Linked DNA regions of Mus musculus: regions 1, 2, 3, 5, 6 and 7 are each linked to region 4. Evidence: chromatin contacts called from public HiChIP or PLAC-seq and promoter capture Hi-C data. All regions are on one chromosome and are shown on one strand. Each heading gives the region's core, a stretch centred on a gene start, on an enhancer-like site or on the middle of the called end of the contact. The rest is flanking DNA. Distances are from core to core; before and after follow the strand shown.

What was found. Promoter capture Hi-C pulls out the DNA fragments that hold promoters and counts their contacts. HiChIP or PLAC-seq counts read pairs in DNA pulled down with a chosen protein or histone mark. Capture Hi-C pulls out chosen DNA fragments and counts their contacts.
Region 1: an H3K27ac HiChIP or PLAC-seq map of extraembryonic endoderm stem cells shows a contact between it and region 4. The contact joins the promoter of Pskh1 here to the promoter of Ripor1 in region 4. A contact is called at or near these places in 11 of 39 promoter capture datasets (the C10 cell line, the HPC-7 cell line, cranial neural crest and 6 more), 1 of 15 datasets of contacts at CTCF or cohesin (large pre-B cells), 4 of 484 Hi-C or Micro-C datasets (B cells, the CH12 cell line, embryonic stem cells and 1 more), 28 of 115 datasets of contacts at active chromatin or transcription factors (the 230-238 cell line, the SCID.adh cell line, bone marrow-derived macrophages and 20 more) and 5 of 9 other capture datasets (adipose tissue, embryonic stem cells, liver and 2 more).
Region 2: a contact with region 4 is called in an H3K27ac HiChIP or PLAC-seq map of epiblast stem cells, with 2.7 times the contacts expected there. The contact joins the promoter of Slc12a4 here to the promoter of Ripor1 in region 4. A contact is called at or near these places in 9 of 39 promoter capture datasets (the C10 cell line, cranial neural crest, fetal liver and 5 more), 1 of 15 datasets of contacts at CTCF or cohesin (large pre-B cells), 1 of 484 Hi-C or Micro-C datasets (embryonic stem cells), 19 of 115 datasets of contacts at active chromatin or transcription factors (astrocytes, bone marrow-derived macrophages, embryonic hindbrain and 12 more) and 2 of 9 other capture datasets (liver and macrophages).
Region 3: an H3K27ac HiChIP or PLAC-seq map of extraembryonic endoderm stem cells shows a contact between it and region 4, with 5 times the contacts expected there. The contact joins the enhancer-like site here to the promoter of Ripor1 in region 4. A contact is called at or near these places in 2 of 39 promoter capture datasets (cranial neural crest and pre-B cells), 1 of 15 datasets of contacts at CTCF or cohesin (large pre-B cells) and 5 of 115 datasets of contacts at active chromatin or transcription factors (double positive thymocytes, embryonic stem cells, extraembryonic endoderm stem cells and 2 more).
Region 5: a contact with region 4 is called in a promoter capture Hi-C map of embryonic stem cells. The contact joins the promoter of 4931428F04Rik here to the promoter of Ripor1 in region 4. A contact is called at or near these places in 1 of 39 promoter capture datasets (embryonic stem cells), 1 of 484 Hi-C or Micro-C datasets (CD4 T cells) and 1 of 115 datasets of contacts at active chromatin or transcription factors (extraembryonic endoderm stem cells).
Region 6: a promoter capture Hi-C map of pre-B cells shows a contact between it and region 4, with 7 times the contacts expected there. The contact joins the promoter of Psmb10 here to the promoter of Ripor1 in region 4. A contact is called at or near these places in 21 of 39 promoter capture datasets (the 3T3-L1 cell line, 3T3-L1-derived adipocytes, the C10 cell line and 14 more), 2 of 15 datasets of contacts at CTCF or cohesin (large pre-B cells and pro-B cells), 22 of 484 Hi-C or Micro-C datasets (B cells, the C10 cell line, CD4 T cells and 11 more), 22 of 115 datasets of contacts at active chromatin or transcription factors (the 230-238 cell line, the SCID.adh cell line, bone marrow-derived macrophages and 14 more) and 5 of 9 other capture datasets (adipose tissue, embryonic stem cells, liver and 2 more).
Region 7: a promoter capture Hi-C map of pancreatic islet shows a contact between it and region 4. The contact joins the promoter of Dpep2 here to the promoter of Ripor1 in region 4. A contact is called at or near these places in 4 of 39 promoter capture datasets (cranial neural crest, frontonasal cranial neural crest, pre-B cells and 1 more), 2 of 15 datasets of contacts at CTCF or cohesin (large pre-B cells and pro-B cells), 1 of 484 Hi-C or Micro-C datasets (embryonic stem cells), 13 of 115 datasets of contacts at active chromatin or transcription factors (the 230-238 cell line, astrocytes, bone marrow-derived macrophages and 6 more) and 4 of 9 other capture datasets (adipose tissue, embryonic stem cells, liver and 1 more).

What each region holds. Positions count from the first base shown.
Region 1 is chr8:105,898,945-105,902,404 of GRCm38.p6, reverse strand. It overlaps Pskh1 (protein serine kinase H1), which reads right to left and starts at 1,931. Exons shown (of 3, transcript NM_173432.2): 1 at 1,865-1,931.
Region 2 is chr8:105,964,034-105,967,783 of GRCm38.p6, reverse strand. Slc12a4 (solute carrier family 12, member 4) reads left to right here and starts at 1,669. Exons shown (of 24, transcript NM_009195.3): 1 at 1,669-1,859. The coding sequence starts at 1,745.
Region 3 is chr8:106,110,729-106,114,176 of GRCm38.p6, reverse strand. All of the region lies in intron 9 of Nfatc3 (nuclear factor of activated T cells, cytoplasmic, calcineurin dependent 3), which reads right to left. Among named protein-coding and RNA genes, the nearest start is that of 1810019D21Rik, 23 kb to the left of the region's middle. Within about 2 kb of position 1,451, at least 29 of the 459 cell types and tissues checked have an H3K27ac peak or open chromatin away from gene starts, as enhancers often do. A contact at or near this core is called in double positive thymocytes, embryonic stem cells, extraembryonic endoderm stem cells and 1 more, where this site is marked.
Region 4 is chr8:105,602,933-105,606,565 of GRCm38.p6, reverse strand. Ripor1 (RHO family interacting cell polarization regulator 1) reads right to left here and starts at 1,337. Exons shown (of 22, transcript NM_001081241.2): 1 at 1,216-1,337.
Region 5 is chr8:105,287,528-105,291,329 of GRCm38.p6, reverse strand. 4931428F04Rik (RIKEN cDNA 4931428F04 gene) reads left to right here and starts at 1,802. Exons shown (of 8, transcript NM_028888.2): 1 at 1,802-1,926; 2 at 2,165-2,561. Exoc3l (exocyst complex component 3-like) reads left to right here. Exons shown (of 14, transcript NM_177788.5): 10 at 278-407; 11 at 526-648; 12 at 726-881; 13 at 974-1,098; 14 at 1,180-1,407. The coding sequence ends at 1,369.
Region 6 is chr8:105,936,204-105,939,724 of GRCm38.p6, reverse strand. It overlaps Psmb10 (proteasome (prosome, macropain) subunit, beta type 10), which reads left to right and starts at 1,333. Exons shown (of 8, transcript NM_013640.3): 1 at 1,333-1,770; 2 at 1,959-2,046; 3 at 2,134-2,231; 4 at 2,344-2,484; 5 at 2,744-2,859; 6 at 2,971-3,029. The coding sequence starts at 1,715. It overlaps Lcat (lecithin cholesterol acyltransferase), which reads left to right. Exons shown (of 6, transcript NM_008490.2): 6 at 1-174. The coding sequence ends at 153.
Region 7 is chr8:105,990,121-105,993,894 of GRCm38.p6, reverse strand. It overlaps Dpep2 (dipeptidase 2), which reads left to right and starts at 2,122. Exons shown (of 11, transcript NM_001301204.1): 1 at 2,122-2,247; 2 at 2,985-3,299. The coding sequence starts at 3,031.

The DNA of each region.
Region 1 (3,460 bases), core at 682-3,181, 300 kb before region 4:
TTTCCAAGGTATGGGCAACGATCCATAACAGGAGTCTACAAGGCCAGTAGCTTCCAGGGGCAATAGCACAAATCTTCATCCAAGAAGTACAGTAATATCATTAGCTTTGCTTTCTTAATTTCAAGACAGGGTCTCACTCTGTAGCCCAGGCTACACTGACTGATGAACTCACTATAGAAGCAGGACTGACCTCAAACTTAGAGCAATCCTCCTGCCTCAGTCTCTTAAATGCTGGAATTACAGGTGTGCACAACTATGCCCTGACTGCATCATTTTCACAATTTTCTGAAAAGGGGACACAGCTCAGTTGTTAGAATGCAAAATGCCCAGGATCAATCACTGTACAGGGGGAGGAAGGAGACTTAAAAAAAACTTTAAAAGCACAGATTTCTACCTCATATCTTGTTTCTTTCTTATTTTTTGTTTTGCTTCATGAGACAGGGTCTCACTCTGTAGTCCTGGCTGACTTGGTACTCGATATGCAGTCTGGGATCATCTCAAGTACCATGGTAATCCTGCTCCTTCTGCTTCGCAAATGCTGGGGTTACAGCATTTAAGCTACCATACATTGTAAGCTGACCATGTAGCTAAGTGAAAAGGGTTCAGGCCCTGAGTTCAATTTCCATCAACGAAATCAGCAGAAAAATAAAGTGAAGACTCCCCCCACCCCACCCCCAAGACAGCCTCACTATATCAGACTGTCCTTTAACTTTTGGGCATCCTCCTGCTTCTCTCTCAGGAGTGCGGTGATCACAGGCATGCACCACCAAACCAGGGCTTTGGAGTATTTTGTTTTTGAGACGGGGTCTCATATAGCCCAGGTTCGTCCTAAATGTACTATGTAGCCTAAACTAGCCCTTATTGATCGGAAGTGTAGTCTACCACATCTAGAGAAGAGTAAAACTCTTGAATTTGTATCTTGAAAAAAAATACTTCAAGATGTCACTGTTTGCTGTGACTATCTCAAAATGCTGGCCATGACAGATGTTCCCCCAAGGCTTAATCTGTATCTATTCAAGTCAGTGTCCCGATAGCTTTAACTAAACACTACTACTGTGTGAACGCAGGAGACAGTTTTCCAAGGAAAAGACATTGGTGATAGATTCAAAAAGACACAGGTTAATTTCCTCTACTGGTGAGTGAGGGTGGAAATGAACGGAAGTTTCACAAACCGAGAAAGCAGCTATCTGAACCTCGAGGGTATGAAACCACAGAGTTAATAGGAGGCTCACATGCCTCAACAAAACACTACATAATCGCAGTACAGACGTGCCCAGGCGTTCTCTGCAGGGCTAGGTAGGCCACATCCGATTATGATAAGCTTTGAATGCTGCAGGCTACAAGGTTTAGTTTTTCCCTACAGTGACTAAGGAGGCAATTTTAACGAGTGATTTTTCTGGTGCGAATTATACACGCAGCAGCTTCAGAGGACTGAGCGGGGCTCTCCTTATAAGTATGACAGGTTTGCCTTGCAAGCGACCCAGCTGGACTCTGGCCCTTTTTCCAGCCAGTACATGGAAGCGATCGATGGCCCCCGCAGGACCCTGGCGTTCAGTCGCAAGGGAAGGGTGTGGAGTAGGCGCCGCACACAACAAGGTTAGATCAACCTGACCCGCGCTGGACGCGGGACGGCTGGGCCACAGACAGGCAGATGACCAAGTCCATCGGGCCTAACGCGGCAGGAGGTTTCGAGGCCATGCCTGGGGACCGCGGGTAGCCACAGCCCGGCCTGCTCCCCAGCCCACAGGCCCCAGTGCACGGGGACCGAGGGCTCGGAGTCGCGCCAGGCCCTGGCTGCGCCCGCGGCTGAACTCGCAGGCCCCTCACGCCGGTCAGGCCGAAGCCCCGAGCCGGAAGGCCTCACCTCGCGCGGGCGGCGGGCTCTCCGGAGTCTCGGCGGCTCAGCCCACCGTCTCCCAGCCCAGGCCACGGGCGCCGCCGCCATCCTCCCGCGTCAGCGTGGTGGCGTCATTACTGCGCGCGCCTGACGCCAAAACAAACTTGGGCGGCCAAGGGACGGAAGGGAGGCGGAGCCTCCAGACGCGAACGCAAGTGTGTGTAGGGGGGGGGGGGGGTTCGGAGTGCCTGCCAATCAACGTCTTCGGGGCGGAGCAGAGCTCTTTTCCAGGGGTGGGTCTGTTTGCCGCTAGACACCGCTGGGGAGCCATTTGTGGAGGGAAAAGTTCTGGGAAAGGTAATGACCGAGAGAAATGGAAAAAAAATGGCAAGATTCTTCTATAGATGAAGGAGTTCTTGAAGGGCAAGGGAGTGTGTCATCACGCCAGGGCTAATTTTTTTTAATGTATTGATGCAAAAACAAATGAATCACGAGATTTATAACATAAAATAAAAAGTAAAAAAGATTGTTAATGTATTGATGCAAACACAAATGAATCACGAGATTTATAAAATAAAATAACGAATAAAAAAGATTGTTACCAAGCTTGACATGGTGGGCACATTCCTTTAATCTCAGCACTCAGGCAGGAGGATCTCTGAGTTCCAAGCCAGTGTGGTCTACAAAGCTAGTTCCAGGACAGTCAGGGCTATTACAGAGAAACCTGTCTCAAAAATAAACAAAGAAGCTGGACGTGGGGGCACACGTCTTTAATCCTAGCACTCGGGAGGCAGAGGCAGGCAGATTTCTGAGTTCGAGGCCAGCCTGATCTACAAAGTGACTTCCAGGACAGCCAAGGCTATACAGAGAAACCCTGTCTTGAAAAAAAAACAAAAAATTAATTAATTAAAAAAATAAAGATTTTTTTTTTTGTACTAACACACTAGGTTTTGAAACAACTTTTACTTTTTTAAAAAAGACAAAACATCGTTAGCCTGTAATCCTAGTACTTTGGAAGCAGCAACAAGAAAGACTTTAGTTTGAGGCTAGCCTGGTGTATTTATTAAGGTCCTATCTCAATAAAAAAATTCATCAGTGTGTTCCCACATGCCTATAATCCTGGCACTCAGGAATTTAAGGGGATATTGCAGTGAGAGGTTTAAAAAAAAAAAAAGGCCAGGTTATAGAAGTTATAAGTTTTCTTGGGATACAGATTAAGACCATCTTTCAAAATGGCAGCAATGAAATTTGTTTCTCAAAGGGTTATGGGATTACTAAAAACATGAACTTTAACCCAGCCTGGTGTGATTTGGGAAGCAGAGGGGGGACCTCTGAGTTCAAGGCCTGCATGGTCTGTCTATAGCAACAGGATACCCAGGGCTGCTGCACAGGGAGACCTTGCCTAAAAAAAACAGCATGAGGAGGGGTGATACCCAGAGTAGGGCTTCCCCTTCTCAAAAGAGACAGGGAAAGTGGATGGGGGAAGGACCTGTGTGACTGATTACTGAGAGGAAAGGAAGGGGTGATAAAGTGAATAAATAAATAATTTTTAAAGGTTTATTTTTTTTATGTAAGTACACTGTAGCTGTCTTCAGACACACCAGGAGGAGGCGTCAGATGTCA
Region 2 (3,750 bases), core at 420-2,919, 360 kb before region 4:
GAAAGAAAGAAAGAAAGAAAGAAAGAAAGAAAGAAAGAAAATAACTTAAAAAAAAGAAAGAAAAGAAAGAGAAGAAAAGATGGGGCCTCTGTGTGTGTGTGTGTGTGTGTGTGTCCAAAGATCTTCAAGTGTTGTTCCTCAGTAGACACCCACCTGTTTTTTTGTTTGTTTGCTTCTTTGGTTTTGATTTTTGGACTGACTGGGGTAATGCTATTAGTTATACCTTGTATCTTTTTTTGGAATATTTATTACTCATAGCTTGTATTATATTTCTTCTTGCTCAGTTTATTTTTCAATTTTAAAGGTAAATTTAAATGTGTGTGTGTGTGTGTGTGTGTGTGTGAACCCTGGTACAGTCTGAGGGAGCTGGAGGGCATCAGATCCCCTGGAGCTAGAGACATATGCAGTCATAAGCTACCTGATGTGGGTGCTGGGGACTGAACTTGGGTCTGGGGCAAGAACAACAAAAGCTTGTAACCAGTGAGCCTTCTATACAGAGAGTGCAGGATAGGAGATGCAGAGCCGAGAGCACGCGCGCACAGCTGGAAAGCAGTTAAAGGTGCCAGAAAGAGAGGGAGGCCGATTGCAGCCCGGAAGAGCTGACTGGGAAGGGTTAGTTGTTGAGCTGCTTCAGGGAGGTCCTAGCCGAGCGGCCCACCCAGGCAGTTGGGGCTGGCGGGTGGCAGCAGAGGGCGCGGATTCTAGAGTCAGCCCAAATTCTAAAGGCTACACCAGAAAGGGAGAAAGAATGGAGATAGAGCAGAAAGATGAGCCCTGGAGCTTTCTGATAGGAAGGAAGCGGGGTGGGGTGGGGGAAGAGGCCAAAAGAACAACTCAGAAAGATAAAAATTCTCAAGTCAAGGCGACTAGGTAAGTTATCTGAGTGTGAAAGAAGTTAGCACCAAGAAAGGAAAGGACTCGGGTGCAGGAACCTCCAGGAGGTGAGGTTATGAAGGAGCAAGTTCAAATGAGATAACTGGGCTATCCCAAAGTGTCGATGAGGGATGGGCCGGTGTAACCTCTAGCGAGGAGGGAGCGGACTCCTCTAGGAAGGGCATACGATCTTCAACCACCTGCTAAGGGAGAGGCTGCAGCGAGCAGAACTGAGGGAGAGACCGTAGGCTACCAAAGTCCTGGAGAAGCGTTAGAGAGAAATGATGGTAATGGAAGAGTATGTATGTGAGGGTGATGAAAGACTTGAGGAGGTTTGGGGTGGTCACTGTGACATTGACCAGGTCCTGCTAGCTTTCCCGCTATGGAAGAGTATGTATGTGAGGGTGATGAAAGACTTGAGGAGGTTTGGGGTGGTCACTGTGACATTGACCAGGTCCTGCTAGCTTTCCCGCTAAATAACAAAAAGTGACTGAGAGCTAATTAGATTCAGGGAACAGAGCCAGTGCACCCTGCGCCCCGTCTCACCATCATAATACCCCTAAAAGTTAAAATACTTTCCCTCACTTTATTAAGTATCGCATTTGGGGCTCAGAGAGGGCAACCCCTTACCCAAAGACACACAGGAACCCTACCCTCCAGCAGCTAGAGTACTTCGTTCCCGGGGTCCTCTCATCCCCCCTCGGGGAGGAGCCGACCCGAGCCCCTCCTGCTCCCCGCCCCCGAGGGGCGGCCCGGGGGGCGGGTGGAGGAAGTGAGCGCAGCGGGGTGGAATGCGAGCGGGCGGGGCGGGCCAGCCTGGGGCGGCGGGGACTGCCGGCTGGAGGCCGGGACCGCGGGCCAAGCGCGCGCGATGCCTCACTTCACCGTGGTGCCGGTGGACGGGCCGCGACGCGGCGACTATGACAACCTCGAGGGGCTCAGTTGGGTGGACTACGGCGAGCGCGCCGAGCGGGAAGACTCGGACGGTGAGGGTGCGCCCGGCGGGGGCTGTGGCCGGGACGGGGGGCATCTACACGGGACTCGCGCCTTCGGACCGCGCGCGCAGACGTCCATGCAGGACTCCACTTTTCTTGCTCCTTGCGCGCTCAGACCGATGAGTCTTTTTGGTCCGGGACTCCCGGGCTAGGTCGTCCTCCACCCACTCCCAGCTCCTCCCCCGAGGGCCGCGGGCGGGGGCTGCAGACGTGGCCGCCTTGGGAGGCCGGGTAACGGGCTGCCTTGCTTAGGCTGGCGCCGAACGCGCCACGGGTCTGGGTCCAATGGAAGCCTGGATTGTAGCTTCCTCACTTTCTGTGAATCGCCCCCATCCTCTTGAGTGTCACCCTCTCTTCCTCTATGACTCACCGCCCCTCTCTTGTCCTTTCCCTACCCCTGCCTCCTTGCACACTGGCCCGGTAGGAGCAAAGGGTGTGCTCGCTGAAGAGCCTGTGTTGGCCTTGGTCTACGTAGATCTGTGCGTATCATGGACACCTAGGGAGCAGTCACACGGGGCCAGGCTTGTCTAGGCACTGTACATGAAGCAACTCGCTTTAATCCTCCCAACCTCCCCCATGGGACAGGTTCTGTTACTCGCACTTAGGAAGGAGTGAAGGGCGGTGGGGAAGAGTTATGTAACTTGTTCCAGTGGGATTCAAACCCGGATATGAGAATGTAGTGCCTTAACCTAGGTATCAGGGCTGGTTATAGAGGTAAACCCTTTCTCCCTTCCAGTGCCCCATCTCTCCATCTTCCACCCACGGAGGCTCCTCACACTTGGAATGGGAACGGTCCTGGTTATATGTGTCTGTCTGTATAGCTGTCCAGGCATGTGTAAATGCACGTGTGTCGCTGAGTATCACAGGGTCAGGTCAGGACGTCCTTATGGCTACTGTTTCCAGGAAGGCTGCCAGTGATGAGCCTGGTGCTATGATAACAAATGCCTGTGATGTCTGAGGCTGACCGTGATAGAAAGGTGTAGGAAATGTGTGTTGTGTCTGGTGATGGTATCGGAGGCTATCTGATAGGTCTGTGATGGTGACATGCTTGAGGGGTAGTCTGTGCTTCATGTGAACGGTGACTGAATGACCTGCCTGCCATGTGGACATACAGGCCAGGGGCATGGACTGCAGATGTCACGGAGATTTGTCAGGTTTCACAGCTGTGTGTAAGTAACCCTAGATCCCACATCCCCTGCTGCCCCTTGCCTGGTCCAAGGTGTCGGAACCATATCCCTCCTTCCCTGGGACTGGAAGGATGTCTGTCCCTAGATGATGTACTGAACTGCATCCTGGAGATTAGCCTGGACCAATGGGCAGTACTGAGCCTTTTCTTTGGCTCCGCCTTGGTCCCTCACAGGTTGATAGGAGTAACCTGGAGCTATGCTGGCTGTTGGCTGTGCCCTGCCAGATCCCTCCAGGCTAGGCCAGCTCCTCCCAACCCCACCCCCTTCTTCTCTTCCTATTTACTTTTCGGCCAGATTGTGGTGTGTCTGTGGCATGGGGGACACCCTGCATCCGGGTGAGTGATTTTGCTTCTTCTTTGTAGATATAGCAAAGAATCAGAGAGCACAGAACTATCTTAGGCCTAGCTCTGTTAGGATCCCCCCCACAACACACACACACACACACACACACACACACACACACACACGCCTCTGTTCTGAGGGGCATACATAGGCCTGCTCACCTAGATGGCCTGTGGCCAGACTGGGAAGGTCATGGAAGGACATTATAGGTAGATTCCATGTACATAGGGACCAGAAAGGTCATCCAGATCACTTCCTACTGTCAGGGCTTTCCCAGTTGCTGGTAGGAACACACCTGAGCCCTTCATAGGGAGCCCCAGGCCTGAGCTGTGCTTTGGTTCTCTGGGGGTCTC
Region 3 (3,448 bases), core at 202-2,701, 510 kb before region 4:
TTTCGAGACAGGGTTTCTCTGTGTAGCCCTGGCTGTCCTGGAACTCACTCTGTAGACCAGGCTGGCCTCAAACTCAGAAATCCGCCTGCCTCTGCCTCCCCAGTGCCGGGATTAAAGGCGTACGCCACCACGCCCGGCTCTAATTTTGCTTTCTTTTTCTTCTTCTTTTCTCCTTACTTGCTTGCTTCCTTCCTTTCTTCCTTTTAGACAAGGTCTCTTTATTTTATAGCCCTGGCTGTCCTACAACTCACTATGTAATAAACCAGGCTGGCAGCGGTCCATCTCCCTCTTCCTCCCAAATGCTGGGATTAAAGGCATATACCACCACACCTAGCTGAAACTAATTTTTCTTACTGCATATCCCAGGGTGGTTCTGAACCCTTTGCTATATATTCCCAGTCTACACAGCATTCTTTATTAGTTCTTTCAACCTTTAAAAGTCTTCATCATAAATATGTTTGAAGGCTGATGATTCATGTATGTAGCCAAAAGAGGTCCTAGCATTTCGGTTAAAGGAACAATTCAATACTACCTACCTTCCTATAACCCCTAGTAATTATATATATCATTGATGGATAATAAATGGAGTAATTATGTATATCATTGATGATATCCTCACCCTATTGGTTACATATGACTTCCTTTATTATTTAAATATTAATTGGATAAACACTATTAAATATTAAATATAAATTGAATGAATATTAAATAAAATTATTAAATAAATATTAAATAATTATCTAGGGCCAGCAAGATGGCTTAGAAGGTACTGGCCACCAAACTTGGTTACTGAGTTTGATTCCTGAAACCTCTATGGTTGAAAGAGAACTGACTTCTATAAGTTGTTCTCTGACCTCTACAATCATTCCCAGGGTCTCTCCTGTCCATACACACAAGTATATAAAAATATAATAAAATATTTATATAAATATAATAAACACCAGCGAAACCACTATCCAATAAATGCATGCACTAAACACTGCCATATTATCTCTCTACTCATCCTCCATAATAGTCTTCTACACCCCTGACAAGTAGCCATGTGAATCTTGTGTTTATTAATTCTTTACTTTTAAAAGACATTCGTTAACCCAGGCATTGTAGCAGACATCTATAATTTCAGCATTTGAAATGCCAGAGGTAGGACAGTTATGAATAGATAATCCTGGGCTATAAGCATCACTTTTTTTTTAAAAGATTTATTTATTTATTTAATGTATGTGAGTGCACTGTTGTGCTCTTCAGATACACCAGAAGAGGGCATTGTATCCCAATACAGATAGTTGTGGGCCAACATGTGGTTGCTGGGAATTGAACTAAGGACCTCTGGAAGAGCAGTCAGTGCTCTTAACTGCTGAGCCATCCCTCCAGCCCCCTATAAGCAACACTTATATAGAGAGCTGAAGCAGCTGAGTGGTATCTAGAGCGTTAACTGTCAATCAGCACCTGCCCTACATTCAGGGTCAGCATGCTGTTGCACAGAGCCAGCAAGTGGCAGTGGCAGTGACAGTCTCACCACAGCAGCTGTTTGAACTACATTAAATGTGCAGCCTCTTCTCTGAAGGAAGAGCTGCAGCTGTGCTGTTAGTCTAAGAACAAAGGAAGACAATGGGAGGAAAAATTAGAGGACAATTTTAACAGAATTTAGTTAGTTCAATCACAAACTAAAGCAAAGAACCACTAGTCTAGTTATCTAGTTTTACAATACCACAGAGGAATTTTAATCCAGTAACATGGCTGCTCTGGCAAAGGACCACACATCTTTAATCCCTCTGGCTGGAATACAAACATGCCCTTAGTGCACACCTTTAATTCCAAACAATGAAAGTAAGGTTAGTATGCAGAAGGAAGCAGTGGTGTTTGAAGGTGACTTCTCTAGTTGGAGGGCAGTTCTGTAAGTTCAGTCACTTAAGGCTGGTGCTCTGCACTGTGCAGTGGAGTGGAGTGGAGTGGAGTGGAGTGGAGTGGAGTGCAGTGGAGTGGAGTGGAGTGGAGTGGAGTGGAGTGGAGTGGAGTGGAGCGTGTTTTTGAGTTCAGTTCAGTTGGTGCAGACGAAGCAGTTTTACAGAGAATGAGGAGCCAGAAGATTAGATAGGTTTCTAGAGTTAAGTTTGAGGTCAAGCAGAACAATTCAGTCAGAAAGCTGGGAGAAACTAGTTTGAACCAGCTGGTCAGACATCAGAACGAGCTAGAAAGGGTGAGCTTATTCAGCAGTAAACCTCCAAGACAATAATTACTTCAGATGAGTAAAAGATACTTTTACACAATAAAATAATCTCAATTTAAAAGTTTAAAACATAACCGAGTATTTCTATATGTTATAAAAATCATGTTTTAATATATATCAATTGGTCCAAAATCTAAAGCATAATGCAGTATAACATACAGGTTTTTTTTTTCTCCCCAAGTATTTTTTTTCCCCAAGACAGGGTTTCTCTGTGCAGCCCTGACTATCCTGGAACTCACACTGTAGACCAGTCTGGCCTTAAAATCATAGAAAGACTCAAGAAAAAATTCTCTCCTGAGCAGACAAATGGGCCAGGTGTAAAAGTACACACCTTTCATCTTACCTAGTTCTTGGGATGCAAAGGCAGGTGCCTCTCTACAAGGCCAGCACTCTTTATAGAGTGAAATCCTGTCTTAAAAAAACAACAGAAGGACAGCCAGGGCTACACAGAGAAACCCTGTCTCGAAAAAAAAAAAACCCCAAAAAACAGAACAACAACAACAACAAAAGAATTTAAAAGCCAGGTGTGGTGGTGCACGCCTTTAATCCCAGCACTCAGGAGTCAGAGGCAGGCGGATTTCTAAGTTCCAGGACCGCCAGAGCTATACAGAGAAACCCTGTCTCGAAAAACCAAAAAAACAAACAAACAAACAAAAACAAAACAAAAAACAAAACAAAAAAACCCAGAAATTCACAGAAAATTCAAACAAGAAGTCAAGTTACAAATGGCTGGAAATTTGGCTCTACAGTAACACACTAGCCTAGAATATGCATCTGAAAAGAAATTCACTGGAAGAGTGAACAGCTCAGTATCTGCGGTGCCCAGAGTACTGTTGACTTCCCCCCAGTTATAGCTCGACACCAATCAACTCTCCAATGCATGGCAATGAAAAATTCAATAGCCAGTCTGTCTTCTATGATGCTTCAATCTGGGAATGTTTTGTTAGTTTTTTAGATTGTGGGTCCCCCCCACCGCCCCCACCCCCGAGACAGGGTTTCTCTGTCTAGCCCTGGCTGTCCTGGAACTCACTTTGTAGACTAGGCCGGCCTCGAACTCAGAAATCTGCCTGCCTCTGCCTCCGGAGTGCTGGGATTAAAGGTGTGCTTCACCATGCCCGGCTCTATGGATACCTTTAACAAAGAGCTCTTATCATCCACATCACACTGAGCTGCAGCTATAGTGGTACAAGAGCTAAGTCTAGAATAAACAAATCTGAATCT
Region 4 (3,633 bases), core at 88-2,587:
TCTCGCCCTCCTCGCCTGGTTTTCCACCTAGGCAGATCCTAGTCCAAACGCCTTGTGCGCTCCCCTCCCTCCCACCCAAACCCAGGCCCAGGGACTGCTCATCTCGCTCTGCTGCCCACAGGGCCCAGGACTGTGTGGGAGGTAGACGAGGGAGCCTTGGCAGTCCTTGTCCGGCTGTAGTGCTCCCAACCCCCACTGTCAATACTAGAGAGGTGGATAGTGAATTCTTGCTTCTTCCCAACCCAGCTGTGTGACCTTGAAAATGCTGCTAACCTCTCTGGCCCAGTATTTACATCTGCCAGATGGTCATACACCTTCTCAGAAGGCTGCATGTCAGTCGAATGTGCAGGTCCAAGACGCACGCAGCCACATAGACGGTGGCCAGGACACCGTTATTATTGTATTAGATTTTACACACGAGACCAGCCTGCACGCACATCAGAAATGATTTGGAAGGGCCGGTAAGAGAGGTCACACTCAGACTTAACTTAAGATAGGAGGACAGAGGGTCCTAAAAGCTGACATAGCCGGGGCTCTAGCCCTGGTTGAACAACCCCTTCCCCAAACCAGTTCTACAGGATGCTTAGTTCTGACTGTTTGCTGAGTCCCCATAGCAGCTTCCATTTCCAGGGACAGGGTCTGTCGACCGCCGCCAAAACGACCTTCTCCAGCTTCAGCTTCGGTTTGGGTGGAGAGTGTGGCCTCGGGCAAATTCAGTCTTCAGTCACCTCGGGCCTGGCCCCAAAGCAGCTTAGGTCGACCAGGGCCAGGAACACTAGCTAGCTCATCTAGGGGGTCTCCTGCACCCTGTCGCCCCGTTCCCATTCCCAGATCAGCCTCTGCCGCACCGCAGGCTCCAGGATAAAGCCAATCCCAGGCCCAGAAAGGCGTCTCAGGCTCGCCCTCGGGCCTGCCCACAGTGGAGCCCCGGGGCACTGCCGTGGCGGCCTGGGCGCGGAAGGGAAGGGAGGAGGCGGCGGGCGCGGCAGAGCCGGAGGCGGCGGCTTTTGTGGGGCGAAGCTGCGTTCTCCGTGCCCGGGGTGGGGGTGGGGGTGGGGAGAAAAGACACGGCGCGATCCGGGTCGCGAGAACGGGGTGAGGCGGGACCCGGTCGCAAGTCCGGGAGCCGATGGGCGGCGCGGGTGCAGGACGCACGGGATCCACAGCTCGCCCCTTCTCCCCGCCACGGCCTTAGGAAACGGCGCGGACACTCACATGGCTGCGCTGGGCTGCAAGGACCTCGCGCTGTCGGTACTCTCGGCGTTGCCCGGCCTGCTCGCGCTGCAGCTGCCGCTGTCGCCGCGGCCGGCGCCTGCCCCTCCCTCCTCTCCGCCGCCCCGCCCCGCCCCTCTGGGCCCCACCTCCTGCGCTCCCCTCCGGCTCCCGCACCCCGAAGGGGCGCCCACAGCTCGCTCCGCCTTCGCGAGTTACCCGGCAGAGTGGTCTGCCTACCGTGTCAACCAGCTTGTGGAAAGGGAGAGCGAAGGGAGAGCGAAGGTGTCTGCGGGAACCGGACAGCTTCCTGGGAACTGCATGCAGACCTTAAATCTGGGGTAGGGGGCGCTAGGGAACCCCTCCTACTTGCCTCTTACCCAGATCTCTGCAGCTCTAAAGACCTCAGGCTCCCTTCCTGTCACCATAAACAGGTTCTTGGAGCTGACACGGAAAGTTGGGGTGGTTGGAGGAAGTGCTTAGGGTCTGGAGAGGCTTAGATAAGGGAACCAGAATCTGGCCTAACCGTCGCACACCTTCTGGGTTGAAGTTCTGCCCCTCATCCCTTCCCACTTTTTCAGCCAGCCTCAGTTTCCCGCTGTAGGATCAGAGAGCCTTTTCGACAACGTCTTCCTTATAAATAGGGCTCATAGCTAGGCCAGGCAAGCGTGTAACCACTCAGCGGGTACTGCTTTCTGGGGAGTTACAGATTTTGTTTCTGGGATATAAGTGACTAACCTGGTAAGGTCTGGGTATGCGTACTGGGAACATACATTGGCCATGGGGGTCAAAGGCAAAAATGAGTTATGGTGTAACAGAGAGCTGGCCTGACCAACAAGCTGACTCCAATCCCCTACCCCTCCCATTATTAACCAGATGCTATTAGCTCTCTCCAACCCCCTGTCCCTATCCTCCACCTCTTGGCGTTCCTGTTTCCTGCAACATCTCATCTTTTGAGGTAGGTCAGGCATACTCAGGGGTGGTCTGATGGATTTTAAGAGGTGCCTGAATTTCTGAGCCTGACACTGATCCTGAGCGTAGGTCTCAACAACCCGATATGGTAGGATTCTGGAATACCAACATCTTCATCCCCCTAGGCTCTTTCCAGAGACACCCTCAGCCTCTTTCTCAACCCTCCAGGCTTTTCCCCCAGAACACTTGCTTGTTCCAGAGCCCTGGATGCCCTTGTGAATGCCCCCATCCCTTTCCCAGGATTTTTTTTTCTTTTAAACACAGGGTCTAACACTATGTAGCCCTGGCTGTTCTGGAACTCTCTCTGTAGAGCAGGCTGGCCTCAAACACCCAGAGATCACCCAGAGATCTACCTGCCTCTGCCTCCCAAGTGCTGGGATTAAAGGCATGCGCCACCACTGCCGGGCTCTTTTTTTTTATTTTTTATTTAATTTATTTAGTTTTATTTTATGTGCATTGGTGTTTTGCCTGCATGTATATCTGTGTGAGGATGTCAGATCCCCTGGTACTGGAATTACAATTGTGAGTGATTGGCCTGTGGGTGCTGGGAATTGAATCCAGGTTCTCTGGAAAAAACAGCCAATGTTTTGAACTGCGGAGCCATCTCTCCAGACCCCCCTCCCCAGAACTCTCAAAACTTGTCGTCCCTGGACCTCTGGCTAGCTCTAAAGCTTCCCCCTTCAGCAAAAGATTCTTCAAGTACTTTTTCGGCAGATGACCTCTTCTCTTTTTTTCTCGGTCAAGTTTCTGACCAACTCCTCTCAGACCTTGAATCAGGACCAGGTAGCAAGCAAGCCACCTGCATGTAGGGAGGGGCCCTGTGCGTGAGTTAAGGAATCTGACTGTGGTATCTAAGCATTTTAGTGCAGAGATCAACACTGTCCTGGCTCCTAGTGGGAGTTTTGAAGGACAATTTGTTGAATGAAAGAGTGAACGAGCCAGTATCAGTAACCTGCTCTGTCAACCCTCCCTCCCCTCTCTTCTTGCCCCACCCCAAACTTCCATTCTTTTCTTGACTCTTCTGGGAATCAAATCCAGGAGCAAGTGCTCTCCTACTGAGCTACACTGTCTGTCTTTGGTCCACAGAGACGGGGCCTTGCTATGAGACCAGGCTAATCCCAAACTCACACTATTCCTACTTCTGCCTGCTACGTGCTAGGATTGAGGTTGTATGCCACTGTACCTGGTTCCTAGTCCTCCAGGCTGTGCACACTTGACATCTTTAAAATGCATTATCTCCTCTTCTCTCCCACATTACCAATGCTCTGTCATCCATCCATTCACCAGTGAATATTCCTGAGCACCAAGAGTTGGGAAATGTGCTGGTTGCTAGAGTGGCAATGGCTTAGAGCTGTCCCTGTGCCACCACCACTTGGCTAATCAAGACACTTTCTGAGAAACATGTTCAGCTTTCAAAGACTGACATCATATAATTCTACTTCAAGAAAC
Region 5 (3,802 bases), core at 553-3,052, 320 kb after region 4:
CAGACATACATGCGGGGAATTTTTACTCTTTTAAGAGCTCCCCTCTAAAACAAAATAAAAGGAAGAATAACTTAACTTGAGGTTACATTAGAGGCAAGTCCGCTGGGCATACTCTTCCTAGCCTTACAGAATACCTGAGCCCTTCATAAATTCAGAGCCGCCCTTTCCGCCCCAGCTCCCACCAGACACTGTACCACAAGGTGGCGCCAGAGTGGATGAATCCTAGAGGGCCATGCGAGCCTTGGCCTTGGTCCTGAAGTCACACTTTTTGGTCCAGATCTTCGGTCTCGGTCCTGCTGCCGGACGGGGAAGCTTCCGGGGTCTTAGCTCCAGTGGAAGCTGCGCTGGACGACGTACAAAGGAGGATCTGCCGCCTGGTTTTGGAAGTACTGCAGGTTGAGCTCCAGGTGAGGTCGCCATCCCAGTCTAGATTGGTAGTGTGAGGGAGAAACACGGTCTATTTATGGTGGCCTCTACGGGATCCGGATCATTTCCCTAGCCCTGTCTGTGCTATGCTTTCCCTAGCCCCTGTTCTCCGCTCTGCCCTCGCGCCGGTGGCTATTGAGTTCTGAGTTGCTAGATGGTGTGTGTGAGCAGACGTCGCACTTCTGCCAGGACTTCTGGCGCGTACGGAAGCCTGGTGTTCAGGTAGGGCGAGGAGAGGAAAGCTGGGGAAGGGGTTGTGCTGGTGGGACCCTATATTCAAACTGATTACTGTCCTGCAGCTGCTGCTGGCAGAGGCGGAACGAACCGTGGTGTTACAATACCTAAGGGCTCTGATGCAGGGCCGCCTAGTGTGCCGCGGTACGGACGAGCGGAGCCAGGCGGCTGAGCGACTTCGGCAGGATGCTGCCCAGCTCAAAGAGCTTTTCCTTGGTTTGGTGAGAGCTCATTGGGAGGGCAGACAGTCGAGGATCTCTGTAGTTGGGTGGGAGCCGAGGGCCCGCTGGAAACCCTGTTCCCATGTGTTCAGGGCCTGGAAGAGAGCGCTCACTGCGCGCCCGTCCTGCTCGCGCTGAGGGAACTGCTCAACCTCCACGACCCCACACTGCTTGGCCTCGAGGTGGCAGGCTTGAGGCAGCAATTTCCCGACGTGAGGTGCGAGGAAGGGGACAGGGGAGGAACGGCCCAGGAGGACGAGGGAGGGCTGGGCTGACGCACGTGGTGGTATTCCTGCAGCGAGGATCACGTCTCTGCCCTCTTGGACCTGCGCGGAGACGTGTCCCGAGAGCATCGTCAGGCAGCACTCAGTTCGCTGCAGGCGGGTCCACCGCCCTCACCGTCCACTGGCCGCCGGGCGCTCTTCAGCCTGGTACCGACGCCTACGCCCTCCCTGTCCTCCTGCCTCCCTTCAGGTCCCTGCTCCTGACACCCATCTGTTTGCGTAATAAAGCCACGTCTACGACACGTCTGAATCTATGTGTTGGGGGCGCGCCGGTGAAAGCAACAGTGCAATTAGGGGTCCGTGCACAGTGGTACATCTATAATCCTGGCTGAATCCTAGTATTCTGGCAGCATCTCACCTATGCAGACATCTGCTCTCTTTGTGGACTGCGTGCCCCGAACCCTGGGCTCCCGTGGAGTACTCACTTCCTATGTATCTACTACCGGCAAGCAGTAAATGGTTTCATCGCCCTCGCCAGTCGCTTTAGAAGCGCGGAAGTTTGAAGAGGGGGAAGTCTAGGACCAGACGCGGTCCAGGGGCGCAGGGTGGCAGCGAATCCCGCCCCTCTTCGCACGTTTGGCTCCGCCCACAGCGAGCTTAAGCACGCCCCCTACGGCGGAGACGGACGTGGCCCTTGCGTCTTCGTGTGAGCGTGCGCGCGCCCGAGTGCGCGTGTCTTTGGCGCGGGCTTCCATGGTCTCGGCGGCCAGCGATCGGCTTTGAGGAGCAGGAACTGCGGGCAGCAAAAGAGGCGTGATCAGGTGGGGGCGCGGCACGCGGACCGAACCCCTACCCCACTCCAAAAACCGAGACTAAATATGACTAAGACTTCACCCTTCTTGATTTACCAGGGAATTCCCCCAAGTCCATTGTCTCCTAGCTCCGCCCTCCATTGGGCACGCCCTTCACCCTGTCTCACGCCCTTTATTTGTCTTCAGGGCACGCCCTCCCAGAGCTCTTGGTTCCTATTGGTTGTTTTCCCACGTTATCTCTTTCCAGGGGTTCTTATTGGTGTGGGCCACACCCTCTCATTTGTCACCAGACCCCGCCTTCAGCAGTCAGGGACTCCAGCCTCACCCTGAATTCATTCATTCTGCAACTAGTGAGTGCGTGGGACGAGAGGGTGAATCAGACCCTTCCTGACCTCGGGGAGTTCAGGGCACGGTGGGGAAATATGGATCTAGCCTCCAGCCATGACAGCCTAGGGCTGTCAAGAAGCCATCAAGACCCTGGGACCCTTTACACATCGGGAAGGCTTCCCAGAGAAAGTGAGGCCTAAACCGGGCCCTGAAAAAAATGGTTAAGAGGTTGCTCCAGGGACACATTGGCAAAAGAATTCTTGGCAGAAGAACCTGAGACGTGAAAGAAACAGGTGAATTCTGGTAATTACGTGGAGGTAGGTGGAATGAACGAAGGGAAAATGGAAGAACTGGCCCATATAGTGGTCAGTAGACATCCAGAAAAGTATACAGTTTGAGGGTGAATGAGATCTGAGACTAGAAGTCATTTTTTAAGCAGCCGATCACTAGGTAAGGTGGAGGAAGACTCCGAGAAGGAGGAGGATGCCGGGGTGGGGGTGGGGGGAGTCTAAACAGGGTATCTAAGTTTGCGAAAGGAATGATTATAGTATTTTTGCTTTAGAGGTCTATTTTTATTATTTCTGGGTATGGGTATATGCATGTGCCCGTGGAGGCCAGAAGAGGGCCTTGGGTCTCCTGCAGCTGGAGTTAGCCTGCGTGGACACTAGGAACTGGATTTGGGTTCTCAGGGAGAGCAGCAAGTCTCTCCAGCTCCATGATTTAGTTCTTACAAGGACTCAGGTTCATCCATGGATCACAGTGGATTACAGTGCTGGATCAGGGACTGTTCTGGGTTCTGGAAGCACAGTTGCACATTATAGAAAGGAAAACCCAGATAAAGCCTTCAGATCTGCCATGCAGACAGTGAGCTAGCTGCAGTAGACTTCAGAGACAGCAACAACTACAGAAAAAGCTTAGTTCCAGGAGAGAGAGGAGGTTTGCTCTTTTGTAGAGATTTGCTAGTGCTGACTTTCTTTTATTCTTCTTTCCCTTTTTTTTTTCCTCTCTGTTTAAAGCTTTTAAAGACAGGTATTGCTGCATAGCCCAGGTTGGCCTGGAATTCACAATTCTCTTGTTTCAGCCTCAAGTGCTGGGATTACAGACATGTGCCACTACATCTGACAAGCTTTTCTTCTGTTTTTAATTTTTTTTTTATTAAAACACTTCCATGTAGTTTGATCATGTTTTTATCCACACACCCAAACTCCTCCCAGACCAACTTTCTCTCTCTCTCTCTCTCTCTCTCTCTCTCTCGTGTGTGTGTGTGTGTGTGTGTGTGTGTGTGTGTGTGTGTGTGTGTGTATGTCTAGGGCATCTCTTCTAATATGATATTTATGAAGATTTTTAAGAAAGTGACAAGTGACCCATGCTATTCTGGGGTGTGTGTGTGCGCACATTTTTATACAATGGGTATGTTCCGTTTAAAGTACCTGTTAAATAGTAAAGATACCTTGAAGATTGGGTATGTTGGCTTAATCCTGACCCAAGACTAGAGAGGTTGAAGTAGGAAGATGGTGAGTTGAAGGCCACATGGGCTACATAGGGATGCTCTGTCTAA
Region 6 (3,521 bases), core at 84-2,583, 330 kb before region 4:
CAGCCCGTACATTTGCTGCCCATGAACGAGACAGATCACCTCAACATGGTCTTCAGCAATAAGACACTGGAGCATATCAATGCCATCCTACTGGGTGCCTACCGCACTCCTAAGTCGCCAGCTGCCAGCCCAAGTCCCCCACCCCCTGAATAAAGACCTAGCTGTTATAAATAAGTGCAGGGTGTTTGTTATGGGTTAAGGGGAAGGCACTACTAGGTTCCTTAGATAACCTGCATCACCTGGCTGATGCATGCTTGATCTGGGCTTAGGGGAACACGGGGTTCAGTGGGCTTTGCTAAGGCCCCAGACTGGACTGACTTTGAGATATGTAAATAGATTTTCATTGTCCTAGTTGAGCTGCTCAGGAAGCTTGCTCTGTGGCTTCCTTCTTAGGGGCCCAGGACAATATTCAGATCTGGGTATATGGCTGTTAGAATGGGGACACAGAGAAATAGGATTTGAAGTCGACTTTTGAGTTCTGGTTGGATACAGAAATTTATAATAAAGCATGGTGGTGCACGCCTTCAACTCAACACTTGGGAGGCAGAGGCAGGCAGATCTCTGTAGGCCACTCTGATACACACAGTTCCAGGACAGCCAAGACCACAGAGATTCTGTCCCCAAAACACAAACAAATAAATAGAATTTAAGATATTGGGGCTGGGGATTGTTAATGTAAGAACTTGGATTCCATGACAGCCGGAGCTATACAGAGAAAACCTGTCTCGAAAAAACAAACAAATAAATGGGGCTAGAGAGATGGCTCAGCGTCTGTTGAAAGAAGCTGTTTTTCCAGAGGACCCTGGTTCAATACCCAGCACCCACATGGCTGCTCACAAGTGTCTGTAACTCCAGTTTTAGGGGAGCTGACACCTCACACAGACATGCAGGCAAAACACCAACGCACATAAAATAAGCCATAAAAAAATTAAAAAATTAGGGCCACGTGGTGGTACACATGCCTTTAATCTTCTCATCCAGGCCAACCTTGTCTACAGAGCTTATTCCAGGGCAGACAGGGCTACACTCAACTACACTGAAAAACAGTTTTTCAAGCGCCCCCCCCCCCCAAAAAAAAAGTTTAGGATCTGAAGAAAAGACAGTTCATCTAAAGAAGATTTAATGTGAGACATTAGAGAGAGAGAGAGAGCAAGCACTCAGAAGTTAAGAGCATTTTTTTGCACTTGGAGAGGACCTGAGTTTGGTTCCCAACGCCCACGTGGTGGCACGCCCACATGGTGGCTCATGATCATCTGTAACTTCAGTTCCAGGGAATCTGATGCCCTCTTCTGACCTTGGTGGGCATGTGGCATGCACATACCACATTCACTCACACACATAACTAAGCCTGCAAGGGCTTCATTTCTACTTACTTTTAAGGGGTTATGTGTGTGAGTGTTTTACCTGAATACATGTATGTGCCTGCAGTGCTCAGGGGGTGTCAGCAGAGATGGGAATGGAGGATCTAAGGCGCACCATAGGTCTGGCAAGGAGTGTAATAGCCCCTTCCTCAAGTTATCTGGGACTAGCAGCAAAGACGAAAGTGAAAGAGAAGATGCACACAGCAGCCAACAGCCTCTGAACTAGGGTGGGGGTGAAAGCGAAAGTAGGAAGCGTCCGGAAAAACCCCACAGAAGCCAGGACAGACGCCTCTGCTCCCCCTGGCTGATCCACTCATCGAGACCCCCGCATTCTCACTTGGCCTTCCTGCGAGATGCTGAAGCAGGCAGTGGAACCCACAGGAGGCTTCTCTTTCGAGAACTGCCAGAGGTGAAAGGGGAGTGGAGTTCTAGTCACGAACTGCTGGTGCCTTGTTTTATTGGTGGAGTGGGGGAACCCTATGTTGGGTGACCAAGTAGGGGCTTAAGCCAGGAGATGAGTAGAAATGGGTTTGGGGACCGGTTCAGGGACCCTCCCTTGATGCAGAACTGAAACGCGAGTCACCCCAATGTTTCCAGGAATGCGTCCTTGGAACACGTCCTTCCGGGACTTCGGGTTCCTCATGCACGCAAGACCGGGACTACCATCGCGGGGCTTGTGTTCCGAGTAAGCGGGGTGATAAGGGCTGGAGGGCTAGAAGGGCAGCCACTGCGGAGATCAGGTGGGCATTAAGGCTGGGCTCTGCCTCTGCAGGATGGAGTCATCCTGGGAGCGGACACGCGGGCCACTAACGATTCGGTTGTGGCGGACAAAAGCTGCGAGAAGATCCACTTCATCGCCCCTAAAATCTAGTCAGTATGCCCCGGACCAGTCCCCATATTCAAACATAAGCTGCACTGTCGCTCACTCCCTACTTTGTCCCTGCACGTCCCTGTCCACATCCACCATCCCTTTGTCCCTTAGCTGCTGTGGGGCTGGAGTAGCTGCGGACACTGAGATGACTACGCGGATGGCAGCTTCCAAGATGGAACTACATGCGCTGTCCACCGGCCGTGAGCCTCGGGTGGCCACGGTCACCCGTATCCTGCGCCAGACGCTTTTCCGGTGAGCAAGTGGGGCTAAGATGACCCCTAAACGGGGTATCTGCAGGTGGGTGGAGTTGACAGGAGGCGGGACGTGGAGTGGGGGGGAGCGGGGCTGCGACCTGCAGGGAGACCGGAAGAAGACAGACCAAGCTGAGTTCCGGAAGAGGCAGCGTCAATTGCAGGACGCCAGGCCAAAGGAAGGGGTGGGACTCAGACCAAAAGGCAGTGTAATGGGCGGGGCCTGTCTGCTAACATTAACCCTGCCTGCTCCTCCACAGGTACCAAGGCCACGTGGGGGCATCACTGGTCGTGGGCGGGGTTGATTTGAACGGACCTCAGCTCTACGAGGTGCACCCACATGGTTCCTACAGCCGTCTGCCCTTTACTGCCCTTGGTGAGCTCTTCCACCCTTTAAATCACACGAATCCTGCTCCTGCAACCCCACCTTCAAGGTTTGTACCTCCGCAGCTAACAACTGACTTCGGATGCCCCTTCCCACCTGCAGGCTCTGGTCAGGGTGCAGCCGTGGCACTGTTGGAAGACCGGTTCCAGCCAAACATGACGGTGAGCGACTTCTTCATGCTCACTGGCGGGGAGTGCTGAAAAACCCTAGCCAAGTATAGAAATAAGAAAGGCTTGTAGGTGTGAAGGGGACAACTGAGTAGGGACTGAGTAAAGTTGAAGATGGGAGGGCCAGTCAGGAACCAAGCTTAGACCACAGAGAGAAGCAGAAGCTCACAACGGATCATTACTGAAGGAAGAGGTAAATGATGTTTGAGATTGGACTTGGGAGTGGGATAGAAGTAAGTGACTATGTGCTTCAGAGATAACTAAGGCCCAGAGAGAAACACGTGACAGACTGGGTGGGAAGACAACTTGGGGGGGGGTACATGTAAGCAACACTGAGAAGTTTGTACAGAGGACAGTGAGTGGAGGGCACACAGTTTTGGAGGAGAGGGGGTCAGAAGCCAAGGGACTGGAATTTTCAATGGATGGAGAGAAAGGAGGTTGAGCTTACATAAAGAGCAAATTGTCTAGACTTCAAGATTAACAAGT
Region 7 (3,774 bases), core at 873-3,372, 390 kb before region 4:
CTCTGGGGATCCGATTCCCTCTGCTGACCTCTGAGAGCACCAGGCATTCATGTGGTAGACACAAGCATGCAACTAAAACTCATACACATAAAATAATTAAAAAATTAGCCAGGTGTGGTGGCGCACGCCTTTAATCCCAGCACTCAGGAGGCAGAGGCAGGTGGATTTCTGAGTTTGAGGCCGGCCTGGTCTACAGAGTGAGTTCCAGAACAGCCAGGGCTATACAGAAAAACCCTGTCTCAAAAAAATAAAATAAAATTAAAAATTAAAAAAAAAACCATAAGAAACAAAATGCTCAGCAGCTCAGCAGGTGAAGGTGCTTGCTGCCAGCTTTGGCATTCTGAGCTTGGTCTCTGAGACATGCATGATGAGAGCAGAGACCCAAGCCCTTCCAGTTCTCTGACCTCCACACCTGTAGACACACAAAGAAATAAGTAAATAGATGTTGTAATCTGTTGCAGTGGCGGGAGAATTAGCTCTATTGGTAAGGACGTATGAGCGTGTGGGCCTGAGTGTGGATCCCTGGTACACAGGCAAAGAGTCAGGCACAGCAGCCTCTCACCCTGAACTGGGGAGGGGGGGAGGGGGGGGAGAGGGTGGAATCTCTGGGCTTGCTGGCCAGTCAGGGTCGCTGAAGTGATGAGCTTCAGGTTCAGTGAAACCCTGCCTCAAAAAAGATAGGGAACAATGAAGAAGATACTTTTAAGTCATCACCTCTCTCTCTCCCTTCCTCTCTTCAAGATTTTATTCTATTTATGTGTATAGATATTTTGTCTGGGAATCAAACCCGGGTGCTCTGGAGGAGCAGCCAGTGTCTTCAGCACTAAGCTCTCTCTCTCTCTCTCTCCAAGCCGTATTCTTTATACCCTTCAACTTCCTGGGGCTTATTAAGAACAGAACAAGCGGGGTGCTCGGCCCGCACCTCACTCTCTTATTCCTTTGTCCTCTTACCTCTCCTCTCACTTTTCTCTTTCTCTTTCTCTTCTTTCCTCTCTTCTCTCTCTCTTTCTCTCTCTCTCTTTTCTTCCTTTCTACCTTCTCTCTTTCTCCTGCATTTCTATAATAAAGCTCTAAAACCAAAAAAAAAAAAAAAAAAAAAAAAAAAAAAAAAAAAAACAAAACAAGTGTGATATTTACCCTCAAACCCACAATGGTGACAGGGAGACCGGAAAACCTGAGAGTTTCTCTTCCCCTTTGTCAACTTGGCCCGCACGAAAGTGGCAGTGGGGGAGGGGAGGGAAAGGAGCCAGGTCTGAAGCCAGCAAAGAACACCTTGGTGTGAAGCACAGCCCCAAAGGAATACGCGGTCTAGAGTGGGCCTACCAATGAAACCTACTTACTAGCTATAGCAGGCAAGGACTTACTTACTAGCTATAGCAGGCAAGGACTTACTTACTAGCTATAGCAGGCAAGGACTTGGCTACTTTTAGCATAGCACTACTACAGGCAGCGCACACTAATGTACAGTCCCGAAAACACAAATACATCGTCCTGGGTAGTCCAAATTTTCTGCCTCCTTATCGAAGAGTTTGCTCATTTCCTTCTTAAATTCAAAATATATTTATTCATTTGAGACAGGGCTCGCTCTGTAACTCTATCTGGCCTACTCATTATGTAGACCAGGCTAGCCTTGAACTCACAGAGATACACTTGCTTATGTCTTTCAAGTTCTGGGACAAATGTTATCATGTCCAGACTCCATTTCCTTTTTGAAAGAGGGTTTCTTGACATCTCCAAGTCCCCATGCCTCCTGAGGAAGGTTGCAAAAACTGGATCCTCTCCAGTGGGGGCCAGGGGTCAGAACAGAAAAGGTTTTTTTAATGGAGTATAAGCATAGACCCTGAAACTGCCTTAAGGGATGGGACTTCTACAAAAACATACATGGCCAGTGTGTGTGTGTGTGTGTGTGTGTGTGTGTGTGTTTGTGTGTAGTATGGGGGGGGGGAAATGTGTACATGTATGGTATGTGTTTGTGTGTGTGTTATATGTGTGGTGTCTGTGTTATATGTGTGTGTGTGGTGTCTGTGTTCTGTGTGTGCATGCATGAAGCCAGGGCTGATCCTGGAGAAAGCAGAGAGGGTAAGGGCTCAGGCTGGAAACAGGGTGGGGCTTGTAAGGACAGGAACTAAGTCCTTGAGGTTTCTGGGAGAGCTCTGGCCTCAAGAGCCTCAGACACCAGGCGTGGAGCCGCTGGACACAAGTAGCAGGTCTGAGGGCTTATCCATCTGCCCTGGCTTCCACACTGAGGTAGGAGGTCAGCCTGCAGCCCCAGGAGGAAGGTGCTGGGATGGGGGGCTCTGCTGCCCTGGAAGGTATTCCATGTCCTTCCATCTCTCTAGCTGACAGACTTTTGTTCCTGTGCTACTAAGTATTTCCCTGAAGCACTCAGGTGCTTACTCTCTTCTTACCTCACATGATCAATAGGAGAGTCCTGGGTGGGCACAGCATCTGCTGAGGAGGGAGACCAGTCCTCACCTTGAATAGGGCTGGGGCATGCAGGTGTGTGTTCCTAATAGTTCCCAGTTGCTGGCTGGAGTCTTCAGAGGATGGTAGATAAGGTGGAGAGGTCAGTGTGTCTCGGTACTTGTGTCCCTTGAAGAAGTCAGGGAAGGCTGCAGGTAGTCAGGGACAAGATGTGGTCTGCAAAGAGCTAGAGGCCCTTTCACTGTGAAAGAAACACCACGGGTCTACTTTCTTGGAGAACAGTCCCTAGTCGCAGCTAGGAATCACCTGGGTTGGTCCCTTGGGAACAGTAAACAGGGGGGACATTGGACAAAAGAAACCTAGACAGAAGCAGGCCACGGAAGTGCACTTCAAGACGGGGATAGTAGGTCTGTAGCTCCCCCTGGCGGATGTCATGCACCTCTTTCCCGTACAGCGGCTGTTTGGAATCTGGTGACCTCAAACCTCTTCTCACCAGACCTGGTCTGTGCGTGGCTTAAATTGAGGCTCAGGATTATATCACTGCCTTCTGTCCTTCTCAGGCTTTCGCGACCCTCATCCGTGCCGGCTTGCTCCGCCCTGAGCAAGATGTCGCTCACGGGCCTCAAGGGTCATTGGGTGCTTGGCCATGGGCTTTCAGTGTTCCTGTTGGTGCTGCTGCTGTTAGGGCCTTCACAGCCTCTAATATGGACCCAGACAAAACCAGGCTTCTCTGGTGCTTCCACTACATCAAGCATCCCCAGAGCACTCACCAAGCCCGACATTTCCAGCATTCCAACCACTCCTGGCAACCCCAATTTCCCAGACCTGCGAGATCGCGCAAGAGCTCTGATGCAGGAGTTCCCGCTTATAGATGGGTGTGTAAGGATGGCTTGGGGGCGGCCAGAATGAAACGGGGTTGAACATACACCTGGGGTGCAGAGGGTTCGGAGCCTGCTGTACTAATAAAGGTCCTCTCCTACTACCCACCCCTAGATGCTGTCTCCTATCAGCAGTGGGTGACCTCTTTCTATCACTTCTCTAGTGAGGAGTCCCAGCCCAGCCCAGGTTTTGGGGGATCTCAGTATGGTCTAGGTAACGATGGTAAGGATGGGAGAAGCTGTCAGAAATACGTTCTGCTAGACTTGGAAACCAAAGGGGCACAGTGTGTGTGTGTGTCCAGATTATTACAGAGCTCATTAGAAGTAGCCTAGACTGGGCTGGTGAGATGGCTCAGTGGGTAAGAGCACCTGACTGCTCTTCCGAAGGTCTGAAGTTCAAATCCCAGCAACCACATGGTGGCTCACACCCATCCGTAATGAAAAAGTAGCCTAGACTAGACTGTCCTGAAAC